Regions from separate parts of the Danio rerio genome. Here region 2 is linked to region 1. A link is a contact called in public Hi-C data. All regions are on one chromosome and are shown on one strand. The core of a region is the stretch at or near the end of the contact, and the rest is flanking DNA. Distances in the headings are between cores, read along the strand shown. Region 1 overlaps usp28 (ubiquitin specific peptidase 28). Region 2 has its middle 28 kb from the start of zbtb16a.

Region 1 (6,974 bases), core at 2,887-5,386:
ATACTGCCAAAGCTAGTAAAATTTTCTAGTCTACAAAAAAATCTTATTAAAATGACCAGATCAATGAAACACACTTCATTAATAGGCTACATTATGCATTGCTAATTAAATGATAGATAGCTGATTGACTCCTATTAGGTTTACGCACTTTATTCTGTTTTACAGATTTAACATGTACATAGGTCGACCGTGAGGTGGAGCAACAGGTCGGCCGTGAGGCGAGGACGGGTCAGCCGTTAGGCGGAGCAACAGTTCGGCCGTGAGACGAAGCACGGCCGCCGCTAAGCCATTTGGTTTAAAAAAAGCGTGTATATACAGTATACATTGTACAGTAAATTAAGAGTCTTATTTCTTTTTTTTGTTAAATACACACTAAATAACTTGCGTCTCAGATAGAAATTTAACATCGCTAAAAATGGCACAAAGAAAATGGTGGTTTCTCACACTGATGTCCCTGCATGTTGAAGTGACGTGCTTGCTCTCTTTCAAGTCTGCACTCCCAACCTAGCACTGCTGGGTTATAGATCAAGACCGATTTTAAACTCAAATTGGGTTAAATCAACCCAATTTTATTACCAAGCAGTCTCAACTCAGTATTTGGGTTAAAAAACCAACCCAGCGTTTTTTAGAGGGTATGCTGTTGTTTTTATTAAATACGTTTAGCAAATATTTTAGAACAATGAATGTAGTTCAATTAAATGTCTTTGAATAAAATCATGCAACACATGCAACATCATCAAGAGTTTTCGAGGTTTTCCAGGCTTAAATTGTGAATAGTTGGATAGAACAGAAGTATTAGAAGCTATTTAAAGATTATAAACATGAAATAAAACATTCATCAAGCCATACCTTATGAAAAGCATCAGTTTACTGGTGATTCATTATGACAGTGAGCAGCCACAGCTATTTCATATCTAATTTTTAACCAAATACTTTTTACAAAAAAAAAAACATACTATTACGAGAAAATGTAAATTTTTTACATTTTATGTAATATTTTTTAAATTTATCCAGCACACTTAGACAATTCACTCAGTTTATGAATGAGCTCAGTAGACAGAATGAAGGCAGTCTTTTGACCACATTTGCATTCATACACTACAAGAGCAATTCAGTTTAATGTGTTTCCAACCAGTTCTGAATGCGATTGAAAGTGGACAAGCTCAAAACATAAGTTTCACAGTGGAGTAAACAGGGCCTTACAGAGAGGCATGTGCTGAACATTTACCTCCTCGTTGTAGCCGTCAACATCAGAGCGCACCAGAATCTTGCCTACATTGGGAATCTCGACTTCAGAAACCTCATTCTCAGGCTGGGTGTTTGTGTCTTCAGCTGTGCTTTCTTCAGTGGATGAGGCTTCCGGATCAGTCTGTGCATCTACTTCTGCCTCTGCTCCTCCTTCAGGACTGGTGACCTGCTCCTCCACCTCAGTTTCTGTCTCAAGTTCACCTGCAGAGACCGACTGATGAACACATAGAGAAGACTGTCAGTGATGTCAGTCTATTATCATGATTTATAGAGATATTCAGTCATAACACGCTTTTGTAAGAAAACCAGGAAGTCTAATTATCGATGCATTCCCTCATTCATTTTTAATTGGTTTTTAAAACAGTGACAAAGTGAAACTCTGACCAGACATTTGACCAGAGAGCGGAGATGGCTAGGAAGTAGGAGGAAAGTAATGTTTTTTATTATTTAAAATTTACCTATATGTTTTTTTTTATTATCTGACACCATAAAAAAATAATTGCTTAAAACAACCATGAACTAAAATCCAGTCAAATATGACACATAGCTGCAATGCCGACATTTATCATTTATGTTTAAGTAATGTAAATATAATAATAATAATAAAGTTTATATTAAGGCATTAACTAACAATGAGTATCACTTTACATTGGTGTATTATAATATGTTAGTTCATAAACATACGCCTGTTAATTGTTAGTTTGTTAGCTTAGTCTCATTACATATTTTCTAAATCAAAGTCTGCATTGGTTAATGTTAACTTAGGTAATCAAATACAATCTTAATCTGTAAAGTGCTGCTAAAATAACTAAAACTAAAGAACTTAAGAACGAAACTAGAACTTTAACAGAACATACATTTTTAGACATACTTTAAAACAACAATTAAATGATACTAATCCTAAATGATACTAACTTAAAATTTCACAAACAGATCAGTATGGTGGTAAAATCCTGCCTTTTCCACCTAAGTCAAGCCATTTTTATCCCAGAGAAATTTTCAAACAGTGATTCATGCCTTCGTAACAACTCGTCTGGATTACTGTAACTCCCTCTATTATGGCATTTCTCAGACTTCTCTCTCTCGTCTGCAGCTGGTACAAAATGCGGCTGCAAGACTACTCTCTGGCACCCGCATGTATGAGTCGGTAACTCCTATTTTAGCTGCACTTCACTGGCCACCCGTAAAATACAGAATTGATTTTAAATTTGTATTATTTGTTTACAAAGCCTACAATAATATATGCTTGCCAATAGTGTCCTATATGAACATGTTTTGCGGTTATTTTCTTTAGGATTTTAATTTTTTTTTCAAGAAAATCACATTTGAATATGCACCAACTGGTGGGAAAATATGTTTTACGCACCGTTCAATGTAAAATTGGAATAGGAGGAGAACATTTGGCATTCCAACTTAAAGCAACTGCTTTCAAAAGATCAATTCATATTCATTAACACTTTTATTAAGTTTAAAATAAGAAAACCATATAGATCATATAGTTTCAAGAATATGAAAACATAAACAACTAATCCATTTGTCTTACAGTGATGAATCGCATGCTAGTTTGCACAACAGACAATTGTGTGAAAAATATTAATGAAAAAAGTTTATAATTATAATTATTTCAATATATATATATATATATATATAGTTAAAGACAATGTTGCAGTCTTTAAATTTTTCTCCATTTTCAACACAAAGCCGACAATAATCTTGTTCCTCAGTACCTTTCTGACTTGCTCTGTTCGTAAACCCCCTCTTGTTCATTAAGATTTTAAGATCTCAATTTACTCACCATACCTAAAACACGCTTTAAAAAAACAAGGTGTATTGTACAATATTGTAATTCAACAGAATTGCTAAATCTTTAATCAAATGAATTTTCAATAAAATATTTAAATAACTGTAAATAAATAAATGAATGCAAATAAATTAAACTATAATAATAATAACATAACAACAAAAACTCTAAATTAATAAAAAAAATTAATTATAAAATATATAAACAAAATCAAACTTAAAATTTTACAAAACTACAATAATGTATCACTGATTCATAAAATACAATGGTGCTTGATGAAAACAAACAGATTATCAGACATCCACTGTCACAGATTTAAAATTTAAGGTATTTGTAGCATGACTATAATACACAATGTAGAAAAATAATGGCAGACACCTTTATTTTCTCAAAACACAGCAGAATGCAGTGTGAGATAGCGACCACTAGAGGTCCTATCACTACCATTAATACCAAGCAAACAGATCATGCAGTGACAGCAAAGAAATAAATTAGGATCGTCTATAAAATCAACAAGTCAAAGACAGAAACTGCAGAAGAATAAATCCTCCACCATAAATACAGAATTGACTGAAATTCCACGTCAATAATAGCCAAGGCTACTGACATTAAAGACTAGACAACAAGAACAGAGGGCGCTTAAATAATAGCCTGTTGATTGAAGCATCAGGATCATTTAACGACTGAGGAAAGACGGGAATCCAGTTGGTTTTGATGGTCATGTAGGAAACACACAGCTCAGGCTCTATTTAAAGCTCTTTTCTGACACACTGTCCCCGGTAACCATGCATGAGACACGAGCCAGAAAAACTAAGGAATGCTGAACGCCACTCTGACTCCCATGAACTTTATCCTCATATTCACTTTCAAAAGGTATCCTTTTACAAAATACCAGAGCTTTGCGACACAACAGTCAAAACATTCAACATTAAGCAGGTGCAAACAAACAAATCCATATTGACTAATGTAAATAGAACTTTCTCTTTCATCTCACAACACCATTATAGTCATGTGTATATTATTCTGAATTGATGAAAACATGAAACTGACAAACTATTAAGTTCCTTAATTATATTCATTCATTCATTGTATTTTAAGCTTAGTTCCTTTATTAATTTGGGGTTGCCACAGCAGAATGAACCACCAACTTATCCAGCATATGTTTAACACAGCGGATGCCCTTCCAGCAGCAACCTAACACTGGAAAACACCCATACACTCCTGCATTAACTCACCTATTCATTCATTTTCTTTTCGGCTTAGTCGCTTTTTTAATCTGGGTTTGCGACAATGGAATGAACCGCCAACTTATCCAGCATATGTTTCACGCCCTTACATCCATACACACTCATTCACACTCATGCACTAAGGACAATTTAGCCTACCCCAAAAAAACCTGTACTGCATGTCTTTTGACTGTGGGAGAAACCGGAGCACTTGGAGAAAACCCACGCAAACGGAGGGAGAACATGCGTACTGACCCAGCCGAGGCTCGAACCAGCAATCTTCTTGCTGTGAGGCAACAGCACTACCTACTGCGCCACCGCGTCACCTCAGACACCTATACTACAGCCAATTTAGCCTAATCAATTCACCCACACCGCATGTCTTTGGACTTGTGGGGGAAACCGAAGCACCCAAAGTAAACCCACAACACCACGGGGAAAACATGCAAACTCCACTCAGAAATGTCAACTGACCCAGCCGAGGATCGAACCAGCAATCTTCTTGCTGTGAGCAAGTTAAAATGATTTTTAATATGATACACATCATTTTACTGTAATGCACTATAACACTTTGATAAATGAATGACCAAAATGTGAAGAAGTTAAAATTATGAATTGCACTTTACTTTATGGGGAAAATGAATATTTTATCTAAAAAAATATTTTTTAAAATACATATGTGATTCTCAAATAATGCCATGATGTACTTTTAAATGTATTTGTAAAAAATACTGTGTACTAACTCATGCTATTGTACACTAATACACATCCTGTATTTTGAAAAGTTTACAATATGTTTATTTTTGAAAAATATGTAAAAAGAAAAAGTACAAGTATGAATCACAAATTAATTAATGGGGAAAATGTTTATTATCATTCATTCATTCATTCATTTTCTTGTCGGCTTAGTCCCTTTATTAATCCGGGGTGGCCACAGCGGAATGAACCGCCAACTTATTTAGCAAGTTTTTTACGCAGTGGATGCCCTTCCAGCCGCAACCCATCTCTGGGAAACATCCACACACACACACAACTCATACACTACGGACAATTTAGCCTACCCAATTCACCTGTACCACATGTCTTTGGACTGTGGGGGAAACCGGAGCACCCGGAGGAAACCCACGCGAAGGCAGGGAGAACATGCAAACTGCACACAAAAACGCCAACTGAGCCGAGGTTCGAACCAGCGACCCAGCGACCTTCTTGCTGTGAGGTGACAGCACTACCTACTGCGCCACTGCGTCGCCAATGTTTATTATAAGACAAATAAATAAAAAATGTTAATAAAACATTATGAGGTATATTACATTATTGATTAAAGTATTTTAAATAATTAACATTACTAATCATTAATAAGTGAAAAAACTAGTTATAAGTAAAATTAATAATTTGTTTATTAAATACTGTGGCCATGTTTACATAAAAATTTATAAAACTATCAGTAAGAAATAAATTATATCAAATTAAATTGAACAGTATGAAGCACTACCCCAAGCTCCCTCGATACCTTCCAATACTTTAAATTTGCAATTTATTATTTCTGTTCTGTCATGATAATTCTCTGAGAGATTTAGTATGGTAATAAATACGTATATGACAATGTTGATGTGTTTGGTCTTGGCGGAATAGATCTGCTATGCTGCTGCTGCTTTGATTATTATGGCAGAACATGTACTGACACTGCGTACTGACCATGGCATTCATCTGTGTTTATAATCTTGTTGAAACACTTTGTAAATGTTGTTATGTTAAGTTATGAGCTGCGCATGCGAAAGGAGAATGTGTAAGTGCTAGCTCAGGCTTTTTGGGTTATATAAAGATACATGTCTATTATTGCAGGAGATACGAATTGGAGAGAATAAAGAGCATTAAAGATAAGAAGAACTGTTGTAGTAGTGTTGTAGCAAGTAACTTGCTTCTGAACAAGCTTTGCAAATGTCATTTTGTTTAGAAATACATTTGTCTACCTGGAGTGTACAATTGCTTTTGTAAACATTGAGTGGCCCTCAAACCTAGCGGTTTGTCTTGTTGTGATGATTTCAGATGGAAAATAATCTGAAAAACATGATGCCCATTGCTAGTGTAAACCACACTGAGGAATTTAAAATGTTGAGAAGCAAGCTCATTGGCTGCTGAGATGACAGCAATGAATATCCTGCACCATGTAGTTAAGGACGCAGGAGAAGTTTAGATGTGGCCAATCTCATAGAGTTTCACGACAGAATTTTATATTCACATGCATTAGAGTTGTGTGTTTTTGTAATTCAGCTAATGTCTAGGATAAGAGCTGTGACCCATATATACTGTAAATGCAGACTACACTGCTGTATACTTGGCCTATTTTTTGCCTGTCTCAAATATCGCTTCAGCACCCTCACCTGACTCTGATCTGGCTTCTCTTCTTCTGGCTGATCCTGAGTTTGGCTCCCGTTGATCTGCTCCTCATTCTCACTGGCCTCTGGTGATATCGGGTTGAGAGGACTGACTGTGGGCTCTGAAAGAGAAAAAAAGGCAATGAAAATACACCGGCAAATCATCTGACCTTTAAAAGCAGAAATGTCCTGACCTTCCGATTCTTGGACAGGTGCTGGTGTCGAATCTGATGGTGGTTCTTCAGTGTCTTCATTGGTTTGTTCTTGAGTTGGTTCTGGCTCTGGGTTTTGTGGCTCTTCCGGGACGGGTTGCTCGGTGCTGGT
Region 2 (7,253 bases), core at 1,397-3,896, 250 kb after region 1:
ATACACAAACATAGACAGCATCTAACATAAAAAAACACACACACGCACACACACAAACAAACACACTTAAGCCCTTGCAACAGGGAGAACTCGCACTGAGCGGAGCAGAAAAACGAAAAAAAAAAAAAACGCAAAAAATAAGCACTTTTCCGACGGTCCCTTACAGAGAGCTCCTCTCAGCGCGAGCTCTGCCGGCTAAAGTAAACGCAGACTGCAAGGGCTTAAACGGAGCAGTGCTCGTAATGTCGAGCGAAAAAAAGAAAGACAGCTGTGAAACATAACCAGCTTTGTCTTTCTGTAGGAAACACACTTTAGATCTTTTTAGGGTAAGCGTTTTTTGAGTTATTGCCGTCAATAGCCCCTTTCACACATACAGACCTTTCCGGAAAATTACCGGCAATTTTCCGGAAAGGTTGTATGTGTGAACAGGTCCTTTTTGAAAATACCGGTAAATTCGTTCTGGCTATTTTCCGGAAAGAGAAGTTGTAACATTACCGGCAATTTGCCGGAATGCTGCGCTGTGTGAACGCAGAAGGAATATTTCCGGAATAAGCGCGTGCACGTCTAGAACGTGCTGACGTAAGACTTCTGCTTTAGCCAATCACAACAGTCAGACGCATTTACGTCCGCGCGGTTTGTGAGAATAAAAGCCTTTGAATATTTTTCCAGACGCATTTAGCTGCTAGAAGTTAGTCAGATAACGTTTATATGTTCTCCTTAATGCCAACTGTGCAAATAATCATCGATAAAATGCTTATGATAAGCCGTTGTTTGTTTACCTTCAAGCTTTGCGTGTGCCCATGAAACAGCCTGTGAGCGGCAGCACACGCACATATTATGAACATCTCGACATGCGAATATGATCCTGTGAAAGTTGTTTACAATATTGATCATCAAAAGAGTTTGTAATTTAGTCAAATGTTTACAAATACAAGCGCAGCCGTTTAAAGCTCATTTGTGGTGAATGATGTCAGAATTTACCGGTATTTTGGAATGGATGTGTGAATGCTCTTTTCCGGAAAATTTCCGTAACGTCCTCGCCTGTGTGAACAGCGCTTTTTTGAACATACCGGTAAAGTCGTTCCGTAAATTTTCCGGTATCACTGTGTGAAAGGGGCTAATAACTGAATGTGTGTCAGGAAAATCGAAAACAAAACCAACTGAAGCGCGCTCATTTCTGGCGCCCCACTGGATATACAGCGCCCTAAGCATTTGCCTATGGTGCCTATGCCACGGGCCGGCCCTGAGTTGGCTGAGTGTTGTAAATACCGGCGCTCACCTCCCTCGCGACAGAGCGCATAGGAGATAAATGACGTCACTACATAATAACCGGTTATGGTTATTACTGAATCGATACCGAATTGTCTGCTTCTGCATCGCGGTGCACCGAAGAAACAATTAATTTTGACACCCCTAATATATATATATATATATATATATATATATATATATATATATATATATATATATATATATATATATATATAGTATTTATGTGCAATAATTACATTTTACAACCTTTTCATATCAGATTTTTTTTATTTCACTTTTTACTACAATCAAATATTTTGTGTTATAGTCCTTTTCTCAGAAGTATTCAAGATTATTTTATGCTCTAAAAGTTGTAAAAATTACATATAAACACGTCTACTGCATAAATGATTTTGTAAATTTTAAAAATAAAAATAAATGTAAATTATTGAACAAAAATAGACATGGACTAAAATGGCAAAAAACAAAAAAAAAAACATGTTTTTCAATACACAAGTAGAACCATTTTTTTTTTTAAATTTCCAATTTGTATTATTTGATGTTTTTCTAATTATTTCATTTATATCACTTTTAAAAAAAATATTTTTTTTAATTCATTTCAACTTCACTTTTAGGTTTTGAAGTATGTCAGTTTAAACTGAATGAAATAAGTAATGTTGCTTTGGCAGTTGAATATTTCAAGTAACATAAATAGTTTGTTAACAATAATAACCCTGATGAAACATTCAATTAAACTTAAAGAAAACCACAGGCTATAAAGCCCTGCCTTTGATATAAAGACCCTTGAATATTTAAAAGAACTGACAAGTTAAGAGACGTGTTTGTCGTCATATTTTTTGAATGACTCATCTGAAGTGTTGATCAAATCTACAGTTTTTCCACTGTTTTCTCCAGCTCTTCTGTTTATCACCAGTTTTTCAAGAACACGTAAATCACAGAAGAGCTCTGTAAAGATACATGTGCTAAAATCGGCTGATAAAAAGTGAAAGTTATTGTTGTAAATGACATATAAAGTGCAATGCATCACATAGTTTGAAAAGCTTAAAGTCTGACAAACCATTTTGACTCCTAACATTTCTTCTCCAACATTCGTCTGTTACATAAACAGGCCACGAATCAAAGCCATTGTGAATTAGAAGCACCTGAATGAGATTTCTGGATTACCCGCAGAGGAAACTCCCGTTACATCCAGTTCCTTTCGCTGGCTCCGAGTTGAAACAGACCAGTCGCTTGAATATGGTAAACATACACAAAAAAATGTGTCAAAACACTGCCTTTATATGGTTTTAATTAGGCGAGCATGTGCTGCCAGAAACACGTTATTATTTACACTCGAGCGCTGCTTTAGCGCCACCCGGTGGATAATAAAGCGCATATGCAGCTGCTTAATTCTAGACTAGACTAGACTAGACTAGACCATACGACCTACATAAAGAGTGGTGTTTGTACCTCATTACACATTTACGTTTCATACCGTTACTAAATAACCAGAAAACCCCAAATTAACAGATATCACCCCATTATCTCAGACCATCTTGACAGAAATTATCCGTATTAAATTATAAAACATTGGCAGATTTGACTATATATTTAGAGACAACACAATTAAGCCTGTTATCACGCCAAAATAATAAGTGACGTAAAATGCATCTTCCATTGCTTCTAGTCAAGCACTACTAGCCTACATGTGTTGTGGTGTTGTTCGCCCTCTGCTGGTGATGGTGCTCATCCGCAGCACGTCTTTATTTGTGTTTCACTGCGAAGAAGAGAATTGCAACACCACTTAAAATATTCATAACCTATATTAGAGCTTATTTTCTGGTGGTCTGAATATTGTAAAATTAATATTTCATACGTTCTTTCTTAAGGCCAAACACATATGGTCATATGAACGCAGAAACGAGAAGACCAACGCTGAGGAAAAAAATGTTGTGGAAACTATTTTCACTAAGGAATTGCTCGTAAATTTCCTAAGTAATTGCAGGAAATGGAAACTAATGCAATGAATGACATGCCAAGAAACACTGAACTACGATTATAGCTGCATAGTTCAAACTGCAATACAGGCCTATATTATGTTTTACATTATGTGTGTTTGGTTGGGTATATAATCACAACAAGTCAGATATTAACAGCACAGTAAAAAAGTACAAATGTAAAAACTATAAAATCCTTTATTGAATCGAATTATTGGGCCCTATCGAACTCATATTTGTACACGACAGGGTTGTTATTGCTCAGTAATCAAATCAAACTCTAAACTCACTTTGATGAACCAAATTAAAGCTTAAATAACTAAATATAAGAATAAAAGCTTTATTAAAGAAAAAACGAATAAAAATTACAAAACCACATTTTTTTAAGATATACACCACCATAGTAAGCATTATAAATTTTGATAACACTGATCCATGGCTTAAAAGGATAGTTCACTTGTTAAAACCCATTTGAGTTTCTTTCTTCTGTTGAATTCACACACAAAGATCTTTTAAAAAAAAGCTGAAAACAAGTAACCATTGACTTCCATTGCATTTGTTTTTCCTATGGAAGTCAATAGTTACAGGTTTTCAGCTGCAATGTGACAGTGTTGGTATTGCTCAACAACTAACTAAAACTTATTCAAATCACTTTAATCAAACAAATTAAAGTTTAAATAACTAAATACGAGACTAAAAGAGAGAAATAAAAAAAGACAAAACCACAACATTTTCTAAAAAACAAACAAAAGCCAATTTAAATAACTTACACCACCATAAGTGATAGAAATTCCAAAATAACAATGATCCATGGCTTAAAGGGATAGTTCACTGGCTCCAAACCCATTTTCTTCTGTTGAACACACACACACACACACACACACACACACACACACACACACACACACACACACATACTCACACACATACTCACACACACACACACACACACACACACACACACACACACACACACACACACACACACACACACACACACACACACACACACACACACACACACACACACACACACACACACACATTTGTTTTTGTGAAAAGTGGGGACATTACATAGGTTTCCATTCATTTTATACTGTCCAAAGGAGACTGTGTGCAGCTTTACTCTCTGATTAAACGCATCCTGTGTGATTTATAAGCTTTTTAAGAAATGAGGATGTCACCTATGTCCTCATATTTCACCTACTTTTTGTAATACCTGTGTCATACCTATGTCATTATACAGATTTGTGTCCTGATATGTCACAAAAACACACACACACACACGCACGCACGCAGGCGCGCACACACACACACACACACACACACACACACACACACACACACACACACACACACACACACACACACACACACACACAGACAGACAGATCTTTTGAAGAATGCTGGAAACGGGTAACCATTGACTTCCATGTATTTATTTTTCCAATGAAAGTCAATGGTTACAGGTTTTCAGCTTTCTTCAACGTACAGTTGAAGTCAGAATTATTAGCCCCCCTGAATTATTAAACATCCTGTTTATTTTTTTCCTCAATTTCTGTTTAATGGAGACAAGATTTTTTTCGACACATTTCTAAAAATAATAGAATTCTAAAAAATAAACTCATCTCTAATAACTGATTTATTTTATCTTGCCATGATAACAGTAAACAATATTTGAAGATATTTTATGACATTTCTATACAGCTTAAAGTGACATTTAAAGGCTTAACTAGGTTAACTATAGGCAGGTTAGAATAATTAGGCAAGTTATTGTATAACAATGGTTCTGTAGATCATCGGAAAAAATAGCTTAAAGGGGCTAATAATTTTGACCTTAAAATGCATTTTTTAAATTAAACACATCTTTTATTCTAGCCAAAATAAAACAAATAAGACTTTCTGCAAAGAAAAATATTATCAGATGTACTGTGAAAATGTCCTTGCTCTGTTAAACAACATTTGGGAAATATTAAAAAAAGATATCAAAGGGGGCTAATAATTCTGACTTCAACTGTATCTTATTTAGTGTTTGACAGAAAATAAAATAAACTCAGTGAAAGTTTAAACCACACAAGTGTGAATAAATTGATTTAATGTTTATGTTTTGGGATGGAAATATCCCTTTAAGTTTTAATACTGTATTTTAAGTTGCTTCTTAATGGATAAAAATCTGCCTGAAACAGATGTGCATGCAAAAGAAAAGAGTGGAGACAGACGATTATTATTTTTTTCTCCTTTTATTGAACACAAGAATTTTGACAGAATGAAGTCAGATTTTGTTGTCGGTTAGTATTTACAGCAGTGGCAGTGGGAGGGAGAGCTGGAAGTGTAGAAATCTGGATACAGTCAGCTGGGAGAAGGGCCTCTCAGTAGGGGATGAAGAAATGGATGTCGTATAAAGGTCTGACATGAGAGAGATGATGAGAGAAACCTTTTCCACATCAAACAAGTGTAATCTAGTCAGACGATGAGCTTTAAATGAATCTGGGAACAGACTTTTTTGTCTTTAAAGTGGCTTGATGGTACGACTGCGGCGGTAAACTGTGTAAACAAATTGGTCCCACATTAAATGGCAGTATGAAACGGAGAGAAACAACTTGTTTGTTTATTAGACCTGAATTCAGCTGGAAACGTTTTGTAATAACTTTCATTGTTAATAATATCATTACATTACACATGCTTAAAGGGATAGTTCACCAAAAAATGAACATTCAGTCATCATATATTGAAGAATGTTTGAAATCAGTAACCATTGACTTCCAAATGTGTTTTCCTTATATGGAAATCAATTGCTACTGGTTTTCAAAATTCTCAACACAAAAAGAGCTCATAAATGTTTGGAAACACTCCAGGGTGAGTATATGTTCTTTTTTTTGATGAACAATCCCTATAACAGAACACAAGTTTACATTCAAATAGTTCATGAAACTATATATTATTATATTTGTTCATGAGCTATAGATCTGTTTTAAGCTTTAACAATGAAAGTTATTAAAAAGTGATGTCGTCCAGCTCCACAAAAGCACTTCATGTTCGTCTAGTAGTGAAAGCAAAAACAGTGAACATACAAAATGATGAGTTCACTGACATTCAGATACAACAGGTAAAGCCTTTGACATTTTCAGTTACTTAGCAATTCAATTCGTAACCTTAACACCGATGACATCTAGTTCAGAATACATCACATGCATATTTCAGGTTTAAAAATAAATGACAAGGCAAATGGAATGAACGGAAAGATTTTTGTAATTCGATGGTGCCTATGAGACGAAATGCATCGAGACAGTTTTGTATGTGAATATATTTATATATGTATATACATACATGTCTTATTTTGCATCAGTTAAATAGAGGCATGTTGTCGAGATTTTGAGAACTCAAGTTTTTAAGAAAACCACGATCCATTTACATCCTCAGACCAAGTGACGACACGTTTGAGCATAAAACTAAACGTATTATTTTTACTATTTTCACAGTTTACAGATCTGGACCAAGTTGCCACAGAGAGAGTAGCGGCCCATCCAGGCCTGCATACGAGAGGATGTTTAATATTGAAGGCACCAACTCCTTTTGTGTCCGTATTTGACTTCTGCTGCAGTCAATGTTTGTTTGTGTTTAATTTATTTATTTTTGTTTGTATTTTCAAAATGTTTTTCTTTTCTTATCGTGATGAACATCATTTGAACTAACAGCTACAGCTTTCACAACCTATGGAAACTTTTTATTTCTTTATTTTTTTTCTAGTACAAAGAACACACTGTATTCACACTAGGAATTTTCACGCATTCACAGTGCACAAGCTTGCAGCCTAAAGAATGAGAAACACTGTACAAAAAACAAAACAAAAGTCAGGCTGAATATTCTTTATGCTACGATCCACACCGGAGTACTATGGCTTAAATAAAACGGAAATAATTTGGCCATTTAAGACATTTGAGAAAAAGCAACAAACATTAACATTTTTTATTACCATCGAAGGGGTACGACTTCATTCTGACGTCA

Evidence for each region. A called contact is a pair of places that touch in the nucleus more often than the background predicts.
Region 2: a contact with region 1 is called in a Hi-C map of embryo, with 2.1 times the contacts expected there. The contact joins two enhancer-like sites. A contact is called at or near these places in 6 of 18 Hi-C or Micro-C datasets (caudal fin, embryo, hematopoietic stem cells and 1 more) and 1 of 4 datasets of contacts at active chromatin or transcription factors (caudal fin).

Annotation. Positions count from the first base shown.
Region 1 is chr21:24,518,670-24,525,643 of GRCz12tu, forward strand. usp28 (ubiquitin specific peptidase 28) reads right to left here. Exons shown (of 25, transcript XM_073935314.1): 16 at 6,845-6,974; 17 at 6,657-6,772; 18 at 1,229-1,462. Among named protein-coding and RNA genes, the nearest start is that of zw10, 16 kb to the left of the region's middle. Within about 2 kb of position 4,137, at least 3 of the 62 cell types and tissues checked have an H3K27ac peak or open chromatin away from gene starts, as enhancers often do.
Region 2 is chr21:24,773,180-24,780,432 of GRCz12tu, forward strand. It overlaps a transcript of ncam1a not described here. Among named protein-coding and RNA genes, the nearest start is that of zbtb16a, 28 kb to the left of the region's middle. Within about 2 kb of position 2,647, at least 10 of the 62 cell types and tissues checked have an H3K27ac peak or open chromatin away from gene starts, as enhancers often do.